Linked DNA regions of Pan troglodytes: region 2 is linked to region 1. Evidence: chromatin contacts called from public HiChIP or PLAC-seq data. All regions are on one chromosome and are shown on one strand. The core of a region is the stretch at or near the end of the contact, and the rest is flanking DNA. Distances in the headings are between cores, read along the strand shown. Region 1 holds the start of IDNK (IDNK gluconokinase). Region 2 holds the start of UBQLN1 (ubiquilin 1).

Region 1 (2,700 bases), core at 17-2,516:
GACCTGGGATTTGACCTTTAAGCTCTTTCATGCATCTATTTGAACTCTCAGAATTAAACTGGGATCAAGGACTCTCCTGGAAGGGAAAGGGGGAAGATCCAAACTCTTCTCAATTAGACATATCAGAGCTGTGAGGCTCCTGGTATGTGAATATCTGTCCCAACCCAGCCATCTTTGTGGATGATTTGCCTCCCAGGGAAGTGCCTGTGCGCATTAAGGTGCTCGTCACTGAGCTCTGTTTAACCGCTGTGGAAATGGTCAGCTTCATACAGGAGCACTGCCATTTCTGTTTGAGACTTACAGTACATGCTGTCCAGAATCTGGGGGTGATCTGGACTTGAGTGACTATAGAAACGCATGCAAGAAGCTGTGCCTCGCTAGGGACTCGGGGTTTCCAGAGTACCATGTGCCTCAGTACAACAGTTCTTGCAGTAGACAGGACCTAAAACCAGACCAATATTCAGCATCTGGGTTGCCACATAGTAACAGCTGGGAAGCACCGAGACAACCAGGACCAGCAGGTGGCACTCTTTGGAAAGCAAAAAAAAAACGTGGAATTCAGCTCTTAGGGGCACCTTTGAAGTTCCGCTGTCCTGGAAGCAGGCACAGAGTTTCACTGACACTGGCATGCTGGGTATCTTTCATTGGTACCTCCAGATACAATCTCCACCCTTCTCTTCCCTGCTCTGAGCCCAGGAAATTGGCATGCATGGGCACCGCTGGACTCCCTAGCTCTCCACCTTCCAATTGGGTTTGGTTGGTGGGGTTTGGCCACGAGCAGGAGATCACAGGGCAAGAGGAGGGGAGGGGAGGTTATTTATTCTCCTGATTATTTTTCTGCTGGGTCAACAAGGAATGTCTCTCTCTCTCTTCCTAAGGCTACAGTCCTGTCAGACACTTCTTTCTATATGGTCTATTCTCTCTGTCTCTCTCCTTCCATTCTCTTCCCTTCCCATATAAAGGCTCCCTCTCATCAGCCCCTTTCTATTTAAGAGTGAAAACACTTCTCGGTTACTCAGATGTGGACTCTGCCCCTAGTTGCTTTTTCTGACCCTACCCACACCTGTACAAACAGTCCCTTTGTTAAATCCTGTTCACCTGCCCCAATTTGAGCATGCTGTTTCCTGCCACCACCCTGAGCAGCACAGCAAGTTTAAGATCCTTGGACATGTCTGGGGAAAGAAATCCAAGGAGAAGAATCAGATTTTCTGCTAATCATTCTGATTTGAACATTGAAAGAAATATGAGCTTTTTTTTTTTCATACTGAGCTAGCGAAGCAGGGCACGAGTTAGAGTATTTGCATACACATCTATTCCTCTTATCACGCTTGAGAATGCCTAGAGGGTAATCTTTTAAATGAATATTAATATTATATTAACCAGCACATGGTAGATGTTCAAGAAATGTGTATTGACCATAACTGAATTGTAAGACCTCTCTCCAAGCCTCAATTTCTTCACCTGTACAGCCCCCATCCGGATTGAAATCTCACCTACTCAGGCTAAGTATATGAAAAACAAAGGCAGTGCAGGGGTAATTGAACTATTCATTAGATAAATGCTATAATGTCACTTTTATTGTTTTCTAGGACACAGAGTAATACCTACCTTGGTTAACAAAAGACCAAAGGAGGTGATGCCAAATGCGGTTAGAAGTGCTTTTAATCAAATAGTTCAAACGACACATAATTAACATTGTTTTAAAGCAAACGGACACTTTAAAGTGGTGCTCCTTCCTCTTAAAGCCCCAACCAGTGCTGGATTTAACAGCAGAGCCATACAGCCATGACATATGCTGCTACGGTCAACACTCAACCCTAAGTTTGACACCAAAAGATGGCCGCCATTTATTATTGTGACAAAAGGCCAGATTACAAAACGCTGTGTACGGCCTGATCCCAGTTTTACAAAATACTCATACCCATCTATCTACGACGGGGCGCGGGGAAAGGGGAGTCGTTTTAGGAAGTGCTGCTTATTGCTGCCTGGTGTGGGAAATTATGAGTCTTATTTTCTGTTTATTCTTTTTACAAGAACATTTTTATAAATGAATGAATGAATGCTTTCCATGGGTGGATGAGGATCCGGCCTGCCAGGTTGAGGCTCCTCTGGAACCAAGAGGGGCCGGGGCAGTAGAACGACAGGTGGCGGGGCTTTGGGCGGCTCCCTCCAGCCCAGGGAGACGCGAGGGCCAGGCCGGGCGCGCGCTTCACTTCCGGGAAGAGGAACGAGGGAGGGGAGGGGAGAGGAAAAGAAGGGGCAGGAGAGAGAGGCCGGGAGGTTGGGAAAGGGAGGCGGAAAGCATGGAAAAGGGGCGCGGGAAAACGGGGAGGGCGCAGAGGGACACGGCCCTCACTGCCCCGGCCGGGGCGAGAGCGGCTCCGCCCCTCGAGCGCCGGGTAGGCCGGGGCCGGCGGGGCCCGGAAGGCGACGGGAAGGAGCCGAGCTTGGGTCATGGCGGCGCCGGGCGCGCTGCTGGTGATGGGCGTGAGCGGCTCGGGGAAGTAGGTCCGGGAGAGGGCGGGGGGCGCCCGGGACAGGTGTTGCGGGCGCGGCGGAGGCCGGACGCGTCGCCGTCCCTGCCGGTGGACTGGGGTCTTGGGGACCCCCCACCCTTCCCTTTGCAGATGAAGAAACCGAGGCCCGCGGCTGCCGCGCCCTCTCCCCGCCCTCCAGCCTGCTTGCGGGGCGCCCATCCTG
Region 2 (2,700 bases), core at 150-2,649, 86 kb after region 1:
TTTTTTTTAAAGGTTGCAAGGTGGGAAAGATTTCAGGAGTTAAAATGCAGAACTAAATATACACGTGCACCTCACCCCAAAACCCACCTTAACAAGCAGGCACGTAAAACAACGAGGATCCCACCTACCCCTTTTTAATTCATGAAACAAAACCGCAGCCTGAGCTAAAGCGAACCCTCGCCCCCGCCCAGCCTCCACCCCGCCCGGAGCCTGGCGGTGGGTCCCTTTCCTTTGTGAGGAGTTGGAGGGGAGGCGACGGAGGGCGGGGAACTGGGGGAGGAGGCTGAGGGTCGGCGGATACCAGAGAAGGCAGGCTCCGAGAAAAGCGGCATCGGCCCGTCCCACAAACAGGCCGCGCCGCCACGCCACAAACCATTGCGGTGTCCCAAGGCGCAAACCCACGAACTTGGGTGTGATCTAATTTGGGACGACGCCCGGGAGAATGGCCGAGGACGACCCCTCTCCCAGGCTCTTCCAAAAGGTCTCCTGGGGCGGCGGGCGGAGGTCCTGCCGCCACCCCCATCCCGGCCCGAGCCCCAGGCGGCCTCACCTGCTGGACGGAGCTATTCTCGGGCACGGCGAATTCCTCCTTTTCCTTCGGGGTCTTCACGGTGACTTTCATGATTTTGGGCTCCGCGGAGGCAGCGGCCGCGGGGGCGCCAGCACCTTCGGCTCCGGCGGCACTATCCTGGGAGCCCGGAGGACCGCCGCTTTCACCACTCTCGGCCATGGCTGTGGCGGCGGCGGCGGCGGCGGCGGTGACTCAGGCAAGCAGGAGGGAGCAGGCGAGCAAGGAGGAGCCAGCAGACACCAGAGCCGGCAGGCCTGGACAGCGAAGAATGCAGAGCACGCCGCCTCAGTAGCAACGGGCGCAGGGCCACCGTAGCGGGTGTGGGGCCCCGGAGCTCGGTGCAGGCTCTGGCGCAGGCCCGGGTCAGGCGCTCGGCAGCCGCCGTGTGTTCAGGCGCCGCTCGCTCACACCGACATCCGCAGCAGCCACCGCTTCCTCCTCCCTGCCCCTTCCCCCACGTCCCTTCGCCGGCGCCGCGCGGAGCACGCCGGGTAACGCGCCTGGCGGCGTCGCCGAGTCATCCCCGGCTGGCGCGACTTTGAGCTCAGCCTGCGTGCCTTTTCCTTTCCCGCTCCATTGCCCAAAGTGCAGGCGAAGCCAGTGTGAAGGACTAAAAGCAAAATGGGGCGGGGTAGGTCAGTTCATGGTTTTTTCCCACTCCTTTCACCAAAAACTAAATCGCAGGTTCCAGTTAAGCGCTGTAACGGCGCACCGAGATGACGTCACGGTTAGCGAAATTACTAGAAAGGGACCAGTGGGCCCTGCGGCCGCGGCTGCGCCTGCGCGCTTGCTGTCCAGGTAGTCTCCCCACCTTACCTCATGCCCAGCTGGGCCGTGTTCACCCCTCCGCGCTGTCACAATCGCCTTGCCCTCCCTTGCCTCTCTGTCTACTCTGCGTTCCCCGCTGGGAGGAGGGTCTCGTGATAAAATAGCGGCGAGGTATTTTGTTATTTTAATATGCTTAGCGTTTGATATTTGGAGGGGTCGTATTGCCCTATGCGGGGGAGTTGGGGTAAGTTAATGGTGGAAAGGCCTCAGCACAACGAACAGAAAATGGAGTAAACGCCCGTGACTGCCCTGCGCAATCCTGCGGAGTCATTGCTTCATGGCCAGAGCTTATTTACCGCCCTCGGGTTAGCCCGGTTTGGTCAGACGATCAGTCAGGCGACCTGTATTGACAGTGGCCTCTGCTGCTACGATGACAGCTGTGCGCGAGCGCCCCCAGATTATCTGTGTGTAGGGCGGAACAGGGTGCCCGAGGAGTGTCCACCCAAATGGGACAATTTAATATAGTTGAGGTGTTCGCCTTATATTCTATCAAATTAAGTTACTGGTCAATTTCAGGCTTTAAGTGGCATTAAGGATAGTTCCAAAATTATTTTCAGTGTAATACAGAGAGAAGTTATCTCTGAGAATCCTAATTTGAAATGACGTCATTGGCTTTTAAAGATGACTTGCAAGGAATGTACAAACCAGCCCATTATTAATCAATGTTGCACAATTTAAATCCTGACAGCCCACTGTGACCCAAATCCGCAAAGATACATTCTGCGTTTCTGCTCCTAAGCCGTCCAACCCTGTTCTGAGAATAAATACTGTTACATAAACACGACTTTTTAGCAGAGCTCTATGGACTCTGGGTCTAAGAGAATTCTGAGGGTATCGATTTCAGTATAGACATCATTTAATATCACCTAAATTTCTGGCAGCATGGCTCAATAACAAGGCCTTCTGCTTAATGAAGGATGACTACTTGGTTATGTCCAGGTGTGAGATAATCACTGCTTCTAAAGCTAGAAAGTGCCACAACTGGATAACCAATCATTTGGAATTTCTTCCATATGTCTAAATAAAATTTCTCCTCAACTTCATTAGCTCCTCATTACCTGTTTTTCCCTGTCATGCTGTGTCTTACCTGCATGCTTTGCCTAGGCTGCCTTCCTCTACCTAGAATGACTTTCCCCTTGCCTTCACCTGTCTAACTTCTACTCATCCTGTATCACATGCCCCAGGAAGACTTCACTCCCTACCATTTAGAGATACGGTTTTTCCCTTGATTCTCCAACAAATACCGTGTGTGTGTGTGTGTGTGTGTGTGTGTGTGTCTGTCTGTCTCCCTGCATTTATGG

Evidence for each region. HiChIP or PLAC-seq counts read pairs in DNA pulled down with a chosen protein or histone mark.
Region 2: an H3K4me3 HiChIP or PLAC-seq map of stem cell-derived excitatory neurons shows a contact between it and region 1, with 2.2 times the contacts expected there. The contact joins the promoter of UBQLN1 here to the promoter of IDNK in region 1. A contact is called at or near these places in 1 of 7 Hi-C or Micro-C datasets (stem cell-derived neural progenitor cells) and 1 of 1 datasets of contacts at active chromatin or transcription factors (stem cell-derived excitatory neurons).

The regions. Positions count from the first base shown.
Region 1 is chr11:74,081,261-74,083,960 of NHGRI_mPanTro3-v2.0_pri, forward strand. IDNK (IDNK gluconokinase) reads left to right here and starts at 1,267. Exons shown (of 4, transcript XM_024345681.3): 1 at 1,267-2,504. The coding sequence starts at 2,052. All of the region lies in intron 1 of FRMD3 (FERM domain containing 3), which reads right to left.
Region 2 is chr11:74,167,472-74,170,171 of NHGRI_mPanTro3-v2.0_pri, forward strand. UBQLN1 (ubiquilin 1) reads right to left here and starts at 1,400. Exons shown (of 11, transcript XM_009456778.4): 1 at 551-1,400. The coding sequence starts at 730. LOC107976692 (histone-lysine N-methyltransferase SETMAR) reads left to right here and starts at 870. Exons shown (of 2, transcript XM_016961027.4): 1 at 870-1,202.